Linked DNA regions of Mus musculus: all the other regions are linked to region 1. Evidence: chromatin contacts called from public promoter capture Hi-C data. All regions are on one chromosome and are shown on one strand. The core of a region is the stretch at or near the end of the contact, and the rest is flanking DNA. Distances in the headings are between cores, read along the strand shown. Region 1 holds the start of Ifngr2 (interferon gamma receptor 2). Region 2 holds the start of Mrps6 (mitochondrial ribosomal protein S6). Region 3 has its middle 18 kb from the start of 4932438H23Rik.

Evidence for each region. Promoter capture Hi-C pulls out the DNA fragments that hold promoters and counts their contacts.
Region 2: a promoter capture Hi-C map of pre-B cells shows a contact between it and region 1, with 2.6 times the contacts expected there. The contact joins the promoter of Mrps6 here to the promoter of Ifngr2 in region 1. A contact is called at or near these places in 2 of 39 promoter capture datasets (liver and pre-B cells) and 1 of 115 datasets of contacts at active chromatin or transcription factors (microglia).
Region 3: a promoter capture Hi-C map of liver shows a contact between it and region 1, with 2.4 times the contacts expected there. The contact joins the enhancer-like site here to the promoter of Ifngr2 in region 1. A contact is called at or near these places in 11 of 39 promoter capture datasets (the 3T3-L1 cell line, 3T3-L1-derived adipocytes, the C10 cell line and 8 more), 2 of 484 Hi-C or Micro-C datasets (cerebellum and cortical neurons) and 7 of 115 datasets of contacts at active chromatin or transcription factors (the 230-238 cell line, bone marrow-derived dendritic cells, bone marrow-derived macrophages and 4 more).

What each region holds. Positions count from the first base shown.
Region 1 is chr16:91,545,068-91,549,661 of GRCm38.p6, forward strand. It overlaps Ifngr2 (interferon gamma receptor 2), which reads left to right and starts at 1,992. Exons shown (of 7, transcript NM_008338.4): 1 at 1,992-2,165. The coding sequence starts at 2,096.
Region 2 is chr16:92,055,994-92,060,587 of GRCm38.p6, forward strand. It overlaps Mrps6 (mitochondrial ribosomal protein S6), which reads left to right and starts at 2,343. Exons shown (of 3, transcript NM_080456.1): 1 at 2,343-2,487. The coding sequence starts at 2,443. Slc5a3 (solute carrier family 5 (inositol transporters), member 3) reads left to right here and starts at 2,329. Exons shown (of 2, transcript NM_017391.3): 1 at 2,329-2,487.
Region 3 is chr16:91,084,414-91,089,007 of GRCm38.p6, forward strand. It overlaps a transcript of 4932438H23Rik not described here. Among named protein-coding and RNA genes, the nearest start is that of 4932438H23Rik, 18 kb to the left of the region's middle. Within about 2 kb of position 2,383, at least 38 of the 459 cell types and tissues checked have an H3K27ac peak or open chromatin away from gene starts, as enhancers often do. A contact at or near this core is called in the HPC-7 cell line, cerebellum, hippocampal neurons and 1 more, where this site is marked.

The DNA of each region.
Region 1 (4,594 bases), core at 742-3,241:
TACATAAGCTATAAAACATGGCATTTCTCAAGACTCTCATAGCTACCGGACACTTCCCTATGTGAGAAGTGTGTCAGATAGAAACTTCAAGAGGAAAGACACAGAAGCCTTATCAAAGTGGCTAAAATCTCCTACTTTGCAGATCTCCAGGGACTGGAGATTCGCTCAGCAGTTAAGAGGGCCTGATGCTCTTGCAAAGGCCCAGAATTCCAGGACCTCACAGCCATATGTAACTTCACTTCCTGGGAGGTGATAATCTCCACAGGGCCCTGCACACACACACACACACACACACACACACACACACACACACACACACATAAATATTTTTGAAAGCATTGTGATTGTGTTCATGCAGTGCTGGGACCAGTCTTTGCTCTCATGGTTTTGGAAGATGCAAATAAAACACCCTAAGGTTTAGTCTTTTGCTGTGTCCACAATAAGCCTACCTCCAAAGGGGAGAAGCAATGGGGAGGTAAGAGAGAGAACACAGAAATGGCGGCACACAGCACAATCAAAGCAGTTGCTCAGAGGGACAGACAGAGCCAGGAGTGCTACACACACAGGAAATGCCAGACCGGAGTTCCTGTTATCTTCCGCTGCCAGCTGCCAGATCTCAACAGAAGACTCAGCTATCAACGACATCAGGGTTCCTCTAGGCAGGAAGGGCAAGAGAGTGGATGCCAGCACCTAGCTGGCCTTGCCCTGACAAAGTTGCCTTGGGGAAAGGAGAGAAACGCTTGTCTTTGGGGGGTTGTATGCTTGAGGCATGGGGTACAGATCCAGGGAATATGCCCTTAGCACTGTGCTGAGGGAGGGAGATTCTAGACAGGGGTGTGGTAGGGAGTGGGGTGAGGCAGTAGTAGCACTTCCAAAGGCTTACCATTTGGGGTCAAGACCACAGGCTGAAAAGCTTAGTGATCACAGGTCCTTCGTGGCTTTAGCTGAGTCCTTTTCCTTACCCTGTCTCATAAAAATAAAACATGCCGGGGGCAGGGCACGGGGCACTCAGAGGGGTATACTTATAATCCACAGCCTGTGTGGTTAGGTTTTCTCTCCTCTGCGGTTTTCAACACGTCCTGTTGAGAGGATCCCCACAGCCCTCCTCTTCTCCTTGGCATGTAAGTACATTTCTGGGTCTTGAAATTCTCAAGTCATAGTTCAAATTTTTGCTAGATAATTTCATCACGTATTTTTATAACAGGCCAACTTCTGGAGCCACAGGCACAAGGGAAGGGTTTGGGGGCCCACGACTAACCCCTGAGAGGTAGAGATGTGAGGATCTGTGAAGTTCAAGGCCAGCTTCAACTACAGTTTAAAGTGGCTTCCTAAGACTGAGGCCTCAGCGGTTAGGAGCAATAGCTGCGGTTCGATGACCCCTTTCTTTGACTCTTGTCTCCCTCTAACCATTCCTTTCGTTGCCCCCTTTTTTGTGGCCGAGGTGTGAACGTCTCTGCCAACAGGCTGGCCACTGGGGAAGGCTCAGGCTGGGAGCCTATCCCTGCCCTGCTCTGGGGTCACTTCCTCGTAGCTTCACAGCCACAGAGGGCCAAACCCACAGACTATTAAGCAACCAGTACAGTTCCTCTAGCTTTTCTTCCTCTGTGACACCACGGCCTAGAGGGTCCTCTCTGCTATACCCTTAAGTAGCCCTTTGCTTAAAAGGATTCAAAGCTTAGCACGATCTTTCCGGTCATTAAAGAGAACAGAATTCAAAATAAATGGGTCCTTAAATCGTACGTGGCGGGAGTCCGAAGTGGGGTGGGGTAGGGTGGGGATGGGTGTCCACGGGTCTCTCCAGAAGGATGGTACTAGAGATCTCTGGCCACACATTGGAGGTCGGCTCGGCGAGGTGTGGCCGGAGTCACCGGGGCTGTGTGCTGGGCTGCGGGGGCCGCGGTTCCCGGGAACACCGGGGAAAGTCCCCACGGGCCGGGCGGGGGCGGGGCCGGGCGCGGTGGGGGCGGGGCGGGACGCAGGCGGGGCGAGGCGGCTCTGCGGCTAGGCTGGGGAAGAGGCGGGCGCTCGGCTCGCCATGGCCGCTGCGGTGCGAGTCTGAGCGGCGTCCACCCCGCGGTCCCGGGCCGCCCGGGCCATGCGGCCTTTGCCACTGTGGCTGCCGTCGCTGCTGCTCTGTGGGCTCGGTGCCGCGGCGTCCTCGCCAGGTAAGCGCGACCCAGGAGACCCCCCACCCCACCCCCGACTCCTCGGGCTCTCCTGGGTGTCGCGTCCGCGCGTGGGTGGCTCCGGGAGCTTGCACCCGGCACAGGGTGGGGTTCTGCAGTCGTTCCCGATCTGCGGGTGACCGCGATCGGACGGGGCACCGACCAGGAGGAATCTGCAAGAGGGAGCTGCAGTGAGTGTAGCGTGGACCACGGGGAATTCCAGGCCTGGAGGTGGAGAGCCCAGTTCGTCTTTGGCTCCTTGGTGCCAGGGAGATCAGCTGACGGGCAGGACCAGTATTTGTCTGGGCAGCCTATAAAATCCTCGTACTCAGTTCCTCGGGATCTTATAGATGGGGAGCAGAAATGCCTGTGTCCCCTCCAGTGTATGGGGACAGAGGGTCAGCTGAGGCACACTTTTAATCTCAGCTCTATCCTACTCCGCCCACACAGCCCTTTACCGGGGTTCAACTTCCCACTTTTGTCACCAACCTGACTGTATTTATGAGCCAGTCATCAAAACCAACAAAAGAAAGACATCACTAACCAAGAACATTCTTCCTACGTGATTATATTTTGCTGGGTTCTTTCCCGTGCAGAGATCATATCAAAGCTTGGATATCTGGAGTCCACAGTGGTAGTGGGGTGCACCCTTGTGAAAACACAGAACTCAGGATGAGAAAAAGGGGTCCTGAAGTTTCTGGCCGGCCGGGCCGGCTTGGTTTACTCAGTGGGTCTTGCTGTTGTTGTTTATTTTGTTTTTTTTATAGTTTGGCCATTAGTTAAATAAGCCTACGAATTGGGACGTTCCCTCCCATTGGAAGTGGTGTTGAGGAGTTAGTTGGTCCTCTGTCAGCATCCCTGCAAAGGCCCTTAAGTTCCCTTTCTCCTTAAGGGCAGAGGAGCACAGGAGGATGAGTGGGTTACGCAGTTAACTTGTTCTCCTGGAGTCAGACAAAGACTTTAAACCCTGGCTCTGATGTTCCCCATTTTGCCTTGAGCAATCTGTGTCTGACACACCCACACACACAGGTCTCCTTTGGAGGAGAGCCTGCGATTGTCTGAGATGTCTGTGAACTATGTGTTCAGAAGTTGATAGGCGTATTTAGAAACTTTACAACAGACATTTTTCTAATGATTAACTTTTTATTATGCTCCACAAAAGTCGTGGTCTGTGGCTCATTAACAACAAATTGGATCCTTAGATATTTTGAAAATGGTAGCCTTTTGTAAATTTCTTAGACTCTCATGCCACTCTTAACGCGAAATTTTCACACTTTTTTTTTAAAAGAAAAACTAGGATATGTTTAAAAGAAACCCTTTTAGTCACAGTGCAGAGTGAAAATATTGACATTGTTCTTGCGGCCAACAGGTAATGAGAAGATTCCCATAACTGTTCCATAGGTTATGAATGGCCCTCAGGAATCATAAAATTGCTTTTAACAACATATTCATGTTTTGCCTGCATGTCTATGTATGTCTATGCACCACTTGAGTTCCTGGTGCTTACGGAAGCCAAAAGAGGCCATCATATCTCCCAGAACTGGAGCTATAAATAGTTCTGAGCTGCCCTGCTGGGGCTAGAACTCTAATAGAGTAGCAAGTGCCCTTAACCACCGGGCCATCTCACAGCCCCGGAAACAAGGCTTTGAAAGGAACATTTGTAAAACGCTCCAGGGAGTCAAGGCTAGCATATCAATACTGTACCCCAAACAGGCTGGAGTTACTCTCTGTTGCTTTGTTAGGTGGCAGCCATTTGCTGTAGATCATAAAAACAAAACAAAAAAGAATAATTGATAGCATGAGACTCTTTAGTTATTCAGTTTCCTGCACAGAAGGATCAAGGCTTCTGCTTGTAGCCATGGCTGCTCTTTGTACTGTGGAGTAGCCGTGTGTGAGCATGTGAGTGTGTGCGTGTATGTGTGTGTCTGTGTGTATGTCTCTCTGTATGCAACTCTATGTGTGTGTGTCTCTATGTGTCTGTGTGTGCATGTGTGTCTCTGTGTGTAACTCTGTGTGTCTCTATGTATCTGTATGTGTGTCTGTGAGTGTATGTGTGCATGTGTGTCTCTGTGTGTGTAACTGTGTGTGTGTCTATGTGTCTGTGAGTGTATATGTGTGTGTGTGTCTCTGTGTCTGTGTGTAACTCTGTGTGTGTGTGTGTGTCTATGTATCTGTGTATGTGTGTATGTGTGTGTTTGAAGGAATATCCAAACCAATGGGTGTTAGGGAATTTCCTGTTTGGGTGTTGTCTCTTCAGGTGGAACTGTCTTGTAATTGGATAGGTGATAATCCTAGCTCCCATTTATTGAGACAAGCTGCTAAGGGCTGTGTGTATTTTCTCTCTCTCTCTCTCTCTTTTGTTTTTGTTTTTGTTTTTGTTTTTCGTGACAGCGTTTCTCTGTATATCCCTGGCTGTCATGGAACTCACT
Region 2 (4,594 bases), core at 1,093-3,592, 510 kb after region 1:
GTTAGGTCTGGTGATGATGGTGATGATGGTGATGGTGATGATGACGATAGTCAGCTATCTTGAGAATTATGGTGAAAAGCTCAAGGTCAAATCTCTCCTTATACAGTAGTAGAAGATGAGATGGCAAGGGGATGAACTGACCAGAGCACCTTGGATTTCAACTTTTGCCTTTACTCTCTCTTCCTATGACTCCTCAGAAAGCTTTACTTGAAAATTAGCCAAAACCTCTGGCCAATAAAATCTTACGTATCTACCGTATTAGATCTTTTTTCCCAAGATCCTAAAAGATATTTTTTAAAGATCAATAAATTAAATACTATAGAAATGGCTTATGATTCTACATGCTTACCCAACAGTATAAATAGTTTAAAATTATTTTTGATAAATTTCAATTTGCATCAGCATTAATTTTAACAATAAAATTAACAAAGCCATAGCCACTTATTTAAAACTCTGAAAGGGGCGGGGGACTTAGGATAGCTGATTTCTTTTCCACGTTAAGAAATGGGATGAGTCTGTGGGTGGCCAACAGCTTGGGAGGGTTGTGGGGTGCTGTCTGCCCTGAGGCATTGTTCAGTCAGGCTAATTTCCTCACCCCATTTGTCTAGAGAACTAGGACTTCACTGGTCCCTGGGTATCAGGGAAAAGCTGTGGTGCTTCCAACGGGAGGCAGTCCAGGCTGGTCACCTCAGGGTGTTGCTTGGTGTTTGGCTTGGCTCAACCACGTGAGACTCTTATCTTCACATTCCTAAACTGGGCCACAGGAAGGACAGTTTAAGTGGGATGTCACACAGATCTGGAATTCTCGTCTCAATGTCCAGAAATTCTTTCTTCCTTCTGTGTCTTTTTTTTTTTTTTTTTTTTTTTTTTTTTTTTTTTTTTTTTGGTAGCATGCTGCTTAAAAACAAAAAACAACCAACCAACCAAAACAAACAAACTAAAAAGACCCCCAACAACAACCAAAACAAAACAATCCAACCAACCAGGTGTGTGGCTGATGCTAAGTAGGTGGTTTTGTAGTTTGTGTTGAAGGGCACAGGACAAACCTTGAAATGTTAATGAAAATGTTAAAAAAACCAGGTATCCTAGGTTGTATTCAAAACCATAATCTTCTGTGGAGATTGGTCTGTGGAGGAGGTGACAAAGATAGTCTCCATGTGTGCTTTACAAAGACGTCCAACGCCACTGAGTAAGACCAACATCTTGGCCTGTAAGATGGGGGACGGGGTGAGGTTCATAAGTGTAGGCAGTGAAACTATTCTTCAGACATTCTGGACACAAAATTTTCTTTCCACGCGTTTGTGTTTGACCTTGGACTAATTAAATTATCCTTGCATTTTTCTGTTTGCTAATACCTAAAATAGGGCGAGTAGTACGATTTGCTTCACAGAGCTAAAGTGAGAACAAACAGCCTCAGTGTCGTGCCTGCTACAGACAGTAAGCCCTCAGTAAATTATTAGTAAATTATTATTAGAGCACTTTAAAGTTACAAGAACATTTCACTTAAAGACCCTTTTAGTTGGAGTAAGGTGGGAGCAGAAGACAACCATTGCAGCGGAATTAGTGCCTTCCAGAGCTAAGAAACAGGAGCAGGGGCAGAAGGAGGGGAGTCCCGAGTTAGCTCTATATGTGCGTGTATGGGTGTGTGTGTGTGCGCGCGCGCTGTGGAGTGCTGGACCTGGGACCCTCTACGAAGCCCCTCCTTACTCCTGTGTTTCAGGGAATCCATAGTTTCCTTTACCAGAAAAGCAAGGATAATATTTAAAGAATAACTGGCGAGAGTCGAAGCATTAACCTGCTTCTGGGTCAGGCTAGGCACACACAGCAAATGCCTACATAGCCCTTCGGTTCCAGGCTTGTTTCTTTGCGGCTTGGTGCAGCAGTCACTCCTTAGCACCCCGCCTTCCTCCCTGGAGACGCGGGCGAGGGGCACACAGCAGCCAGACCGCATCGCACCGCACCGCACCGCGGCGCACGCGCACTCGCTCGCCTAGCACCCGGGAAGGGAGGGTGGGCGGGGAGGCCTGGAAAGTTCCACCGGGTTCCAGAGCCCAAGGTTGGTAGGCGCGGAGGCGGCGGGGAGCGGGTGCGTGCCGAGCGAGGAGACGGCCTCCGACGGGCTGCTCGAGACCGTGTCCACGCTCCGCAGGCTCGGGGGACACAGACACGGCCCGGGAGGGCAAGCAGGAAGCCGTTGAGGTGCAAGTGCAAGGCGCCCTCCGGGAGAGGGGCGGGGCGGTGCCGGGTGGGCGGGGCTCTCGGTGGGCGGGGCGAGCCGTCTGCGCAGCTGCCGGAGCCTTTAAACCCGGCCTCGCGGGGTCGCACGGTGCTTTCGCCGTCCGGGAGCTGACCGGCCGTGTTCCTCTCTCGTCTTCCTCTGCGCCCCGCGTCCCCGCCCTCGCGACCCCGGCTCTCCTGGACTCGGCGCCGCCAACCTGGGCGATGCCCCGCTACGAGTTGGCTTTGATTCTGAAAGCCATGCGGCGGGTAAGTGACCTTCCCTCAGACCGAGTTCCCGCGCGGGCGCGCCCCGCCGCCTCTAGGCCTCCCAGTCCCGCGTGTCCTGCCTGCTGGACACCGGGTCCTCTCGCGCGGTGCGCGGGTGGTCGCGGGCGCAAAGTGGGGGGGTGGCGCGTGGGTCAGGCGCTCGGCGCGGCCGCGTGCGCGCGGGAGGCGGGGGGTGTGTATGCCCGCGCGTGTGCGCGGTCGCGGGAGGGGGTGTGCCGAGCAGGGGGCGGGGCGGGCCTCGGACCCCGGCTCTCCGGAGTCCGATGGAAGGACTGCGGGAGGACACACGCGCGAGAACCCAGGCCAGCCCCGCTCTGCGCCCACGCGTCGAGAAGCTGCTCGTCGTCCCCGCCGGCCGCTGGTCCCGATCGCCTGCCCTCAGCGTCCGCGATCAGTTACAGCCTTCCTCCAAAGCCCGCCAGTGCCGGCTGTGTACCCACGCACTTGTCACCGCTATCACACCAAAAAGAAAAAAAAAATCTTTTGACCTTTCTTTTTCTGACTCCAGCGGAAATCCTGCTCCGGGTGCCCTTAGCCCAGTTTTATTCATCCAAGTTGTGGCCTTGCTTGTGTTTCCGAAGACATGCCTTCCCCCAGCTTTTGATTGATCTGGAGGTAGGGACTTTCAGGTTTGGAGGGATGATAAACCACCAGCAGCCGGGTCACGGACTGGGGTCGGCGGCCGGCGGAGGCAGCTATGTTCTGAGTCAGTCAGTCGTCGCTGAAATCCCCATTCTTCTGAGAGAATTCGGTAATGTAGTGTGCTTTCACGCACTCTCCTTCCCTAGCAGGTACAGTTTAAAAGAAAACAAAAGCAACCGTTGTCCTTTTTTTGAGCGTTTGGAAGCAGCTTTCTTCTAGCCCTGGGCATGTAGGCTTTGGGTCAATTTCAAGTAGTGGCTTCAGTTTGAATCAACTTAAGCCAGGGGTCACGGGCTAGGCTCTGGTGAACAGCTAACAGTCAGGCAGCAGGAGGAGATTGTTCGGTGTGCCTTGTACAGGGTTGGCTTGGAAAGGACACCAGAGCCACCTGATGGTCCTGAAGTTTGTGCCCCCAAGCTTACTGACTCCCTGGCTCCGGGAGAACATTGTCTCACCTCTGGGTAATACTTTATCTACCTTCCTTCCTCATTGGGTTTTACAGAGTTAAAAGAATAGGAACAACAGAGGGGTCAGGGTCGAGAAAGTATTAAAAAGGGACTGTTTCTGATTAAATGGAAATTACTTAAGCCTCCCTTTATACTTTTTAGGTAATGTTAGAAACTGAAAAAATGTGACCACCAAGATTCATTCCCTCAAGGTGTGAGGTAGCAGTGACCCTTTGCACTCCTTTGAATGAGAGACTCTTGCTTAGCATGGCTGCCCAGTACACTGGCTAAATGTATTTTACCATGATGTGAATATGTGTTCACTCTGATTCAAAAGTCGGGTGTAACCTGCTCAAAATCTTGGCCTGAGGGTAGGTTCAAAGCACCTTAGAGAAGAGTGAAGACGGAAGAGAGGTGCTTAAACATAGTGTGGAAGATGTGTGAAGATCCTTACAGACCCAAAGAAACTAGATAAAATGACAACCCTCGGTTTTTCGTTCTGACTTTGAGAAGGTTGTAAACAAGTAAAGATGTGCAGAGACTAGACTTTTTTTTTTTTTTTTGCTTTCAGCTTTAGAAAACTGAATTCTTACAGGGTATGTACTTGTGGGTGTAAAGGAAAATGCACTTTGTTTTAAAAGAAAATGGCACAGTGGTTTGAACACCTAGAGCAGGTGTTTAGGAAGCCACAGCTCCCACCTAGGACAGTTAGCTTTTGTAGCGGGAAGGCTTTCTAAACAGAGTTCTGAGATGCATGTTGGATGCCTGATAGTGCACCCTTCCATGTGACGGCATTCTCCCTCCTTCCTCTCCTCCAAGAGCCTTGTGTTCCAGGGCTGGGAGTAAGCAGGCGCTGAAGCAGAAAAGGGAGTTGAGAGACTGACTGCAGTCTCCTAGAGACCCTGTCTCCCACCCAGCATTGTACTCTTGTTTCTCCTATGCCTACAAAGCAGTCTTAGTTTGTCTTCCCTATTGTGACTCTTACTTTATTTTACTGT
Region 3 (4,594 bases), core at 1,133-3,632, 460 kb before region 1:
TTCCAGGCACATCCCTCTGAAAAGCCATTTCCACTCCAGCTCTGTGAGAGCTGCAGTTACTCAGAAGGAACGAGAAGTCCCTCCGTCTGCTGCATGCTTGTGGTCGCTTCGAATTTTCCCATTTCCTCTCTGTGCCTTAGCTGTACCAGTTAGGAAATCCTAGAGAAGCAACTGGTTTTAGTTCACAGCAAGGAGGGGCCACTGCCCCAGGAGATGGATCTGGGGTCTGGTGCTCCCCAGTACCCACCAGGCAAACCCCAGCAGTCCCAGTCCTGAACCTAAGCCTCAGGGACAAAAACTGAAGGCCAAAGGGCTTGGCACTAACTCCTGGAGGGCCCTGGGGATGCGGTTAGACTTGGTTTAAGAGTGAGTGAGTAGCTACGTCCCATCCCTGTCCCCATGATTTTGCGGTTGAGCCATAACTGCAGGCAGCCAGAGCTTATGTAAGAGAAAAGGCTTGACTGGCTAACAGAAGGACAGGTAGTCAGACAGGAAGGTATTTAGGCACGTGCATACCCGATCAAAGATCTGTCAGGAGTAGGGGAGATGGGTCTAGCAGCGAGGCAAATTATCACCTCGTTTACCTATTGCATGTTCTTCAGCGCCTTCACAGCTCTAGAGCTGGACCGGAAAGCCAAGTCCCCTCTTGGCAGATGGGTAGAAAGGGCTCCATGCCAAATGATCTGAGCGAACCTGGCAGAGCCCGATGCTGGCAAGAGAGATTGCCCTTCGGGCTCTGATTTCTCCCTAGAGGGCTCGGGGGCGCTCTCGTGTTTGAGCTTTGTTGCCAGTGTGGCATTATGCCCCAATGAAATCAATATGGCTGCAATTACACACAGGCGCTCCCACCTTTCCCTCCCACCCCCCACAGAGCCCCAGCAACCAGCCCCACACGCCCACCCTGCAGACTGCAGAGTGGCATGCCCATGCTCAGCCCAGCTTCCTCTTGACAGGCTGTTGTTATTTTCTATGTGATACGATGGTGCTTGAAGTATGAGGAAAGATGTTTGGATTGTAAACAATCAGTTGCTTCCAAGTGCGCCACATGTTTCTTAGCGTCTCACTGCTCCTGGTAGGCTTCGGGGCTGGCCTCTCCTGTCTCCGCACATGCTCTCCTGGCGGTAGCTGGAAATGTATGAGTCTGCTTTAAAGCTGTCCTCGTATCCTCGTCCTGGTGCAAACATGTCGAAATCCTTCCCTGTCCTGTTTACCTGTTTACTGGAAGCTAATCACGCTCGAACAGGGTGATGTGCACACTGTAGCTTGCTCTGCTAATGAAGCAACTAGCGGAACCAACTGGCCTCGACGTGCCTCAGAATCAGACTGAGAAACGGCAGGGCTCTTGTGCTGCAGAGGATTTGAGAAATACCAGAGAGAGAGAGAGAGAGAGAGAGAGAGAGGGAGAGAGAGAGAGAGAGCGAGAGAGAGAGCGCAAAACTCGGGGCGTGGGGAAGGGGGCAAGGGGAAATAAGATTTAAAACCGGGACTGTAAACATATTCCAAATTCCTTCACTGTTGTTTCCTCTTTGTAAGATGCGGAGAGCGCATCTCATCGCACAGAGATAAGTAAGGATTCAAAGGCATCTTTTGGAAACCTGAGCTTGGAGGTGGAGGGCTGCCTGCAACTCATGCAGAGGATTTGGGTTTGGTTCCTAGAATCCTCATGCCAGCTCACAACTGCTCATAACTTTAATCACAGAGGATCTGACACTCTCTTTGACTTCTGGGGGACCTGCACTGCGCATAGTATGCAGACACACATAGATGCATATAAAATAAAACAAAAAAATCCTCATGGAACTATTTTGAAAAAGCTCCAAATTACACTGCTATTAAGTGTCTATTTAGAATCATAACTCAAAAATGACCTTCTTATTACTATATTGAAATAAGTATCAACAACAAAACATATTCTGTTTGCCTGGGAGATTCCCGATCATAGGATATCGCAGCATATTTTGAGAAGATCATAAACTAAGGTGAAACTGTGTGAGTGTATGAAACTCCTTTTAAATAAGTCGTACGTTTTAAAAAAATTCTCTGACAATTTCATATAGTGTATTTTGATAACTTACACACACACACACACACACACACACACACAACTTTACCCTCTCTCATTCCATCCACACACATTCTTTTTTCCAGAAGGTTCCTCTCCTGGTTTTGTGTCTTTTTTTTGCTCGTTTGCTTTGCTGCTTTTATTTTTTGGTGACCCATGGAAATCAATCAGGGTTGGGTGTGTGAAGCCTGGACGAAGCAAGTGACCAGTGACCATTCTGCTAAGGAAAGCCAAGAGTTCTTCAAGGAGAGGAGGGCCCAGGAGCCGCCCCACCCATCTTGTGCAGCTCTTCAGCAGGAAACCCAGCTGCTGGGAGCAGATAATGGCAACCGCCACACCCTAACTAGAAGCCAGCATTTCCCAGCCCAGTCTCACTGTCTCTTCTACTTCCTCTTCAGGTTATTCTCTGGGCCTTGAAGGGGATGAGAGAGCAATCTCATCTAGAACTGAACACTCAGCAGTTACTTATTTGAAATACTGTGGTCAGTTAGGGGGCTAGTTTTCTATCAACTTGACACAAGCTGGAGTCATCTGAAAGGAAGGAAACTCAATTGAGAAAATAACTCCTTAAGACCCATCTGTAGGGCATTTTCTTAATTAGCAATTGATGAGGGCGGGTCCAGCTCACTGTGAGTGGTGCTATTTCTGAGCTGACAGTCCTGGGTTCTTTAAGAAGTCAGGCTAAAACTAGGCATAGTTGCACATACCTTTAATCCCAGGACTTGGGAGACAGAGGCAGGAGAATCCCTGTGAGTTTGAGCTACATAGTGAATTCCAGGACACATACACACAAAATACATACATACATACATACACATACACATACATATATATATATAAAATACATAATTTAATTATATATGCTTTTATTATATACACACTTTGTATTGTATATAATTTTTATCATATAACAATCTGAGCAAGTCATGAGGAGTAAGTCTCTAAGCAGCATTCTTCCATCAGTTCCTGCCTCCAGGTTCCAGCTCTGAGTTCCTGTCTTGACTTCCTTTGGTGACAAACTACAGTGTGGAAATATAAGGCAAATGGAGTGCTTCTGGTTGTGGCATTTCACCATAGCAATAGCAGCCCTAAGACAATCGGCTTTCACTCACGGTCATGCACTGCGAACAGCAGCTTTGGCTTACCCCGCTGGGAACAGCACTGGTTTATGAGTATCAGCTCAGGAGACAGTTTGATACTGTGTCCCTTTAGAATCCAGTGCTAGGTTCCCCTCTGAGGCCTGTTACCCCCAACAGCGTTTGACCAGGTTTACAATACTCCCCGTGAATCCTCTTCTGGGGAGCAAGCCTCAATCAAGTGCAACCAGAAAACATAGAGTTAGCCTTCAAATAACCACGTCGCTGTCTCACTAGGGGACACATGTCTGGCAGGTTGATTTTGTAGCTTGTAGGGTGAACACAGCTGGGAAAGAGTACTGACGACCCCCACCCCCACCCCAGCAGCCCACAGAGCACCTGAAAGGGTCCTAACAGGCCTGAGCATGGCAGACCACCCCCCAAACCCCCAGCAGCCCACAGAGCACCTGCAGGAGCCCTAACAGCCCAAACATGCAGACATTGCAAACAGTTTTCATTCTTTTACCCCCTTTCCTCTTCCTTGCTGAAAATCATTACATTCCTAAGCTAGACCCCAAGGTCCATTCCGTTATTTGGCCACTTCCTCTTCTTGAGGCTGACTACCAAGGTCCTGCTATCAAAATATTGAAGTTCAGCAATTAAAAGTTCCCTTTGGCTCACCTATTAACATGCTCAATTCAAACTAACCAACTCACTCTACCTTTATAAACCGCCATTTGTCTATAGGCCATGTCTGTCTCGTCTTTATCCAATGGCAGTCCTTTGTCTACCCCAGGACAAATATTTCTCCCTCCTCTCCCTTATTCCCTTCCCCTTCTCCCTCATCCTCTGTCTCCTGTATCTTTGTCCTTTGTCCCTGCCCGTTGTCCCTCTAGGGCAAATAAACTTCCTTTATGCTGAGAACTTGGTCTTGTGAGCTAACTTTGAGGTCCCTACAGCACCTTCAGCACTACAAGAGCCAGATAGCAAGGAAGAAGCGTCCAGTTAATCGCCGCCATGGCGTCTCTGGGTTCTGTAAGCAAAGGAGGTGGTGTTTTTTAGCAGCGGACCTTCGCATTTACTTCTGGTGGGAAACCCAGGGATGACAAATGACCTGACTGAGGGGTGCAGGAAGGGATCCATGCCTGGCATTTTGTCCTGTAATCTGTATGAGCTGTATGTTTAAAAAGATGGAATAAGCATCTAAAAATGAGATCTCTGTATTTAAGTGGAAAAGAGTATCTTCCTTTGTACTTGAAAACCCCAGTCTCGGTTGCTATCTTCTCCCCTTCCCTCCTCAGATTTGTACCAAGGACCGTATCAGAAGGCAAAAAAAGGGGGAGGGAGGCTTAAAGTTGCATTAAAACTATTTGTCAATTTGTTTAAACGGACACACCATTTCCATTTGACTAGTTCAAATAGCAAAGAATGTTTATGTCTGTTTCTTTCTTGCCTA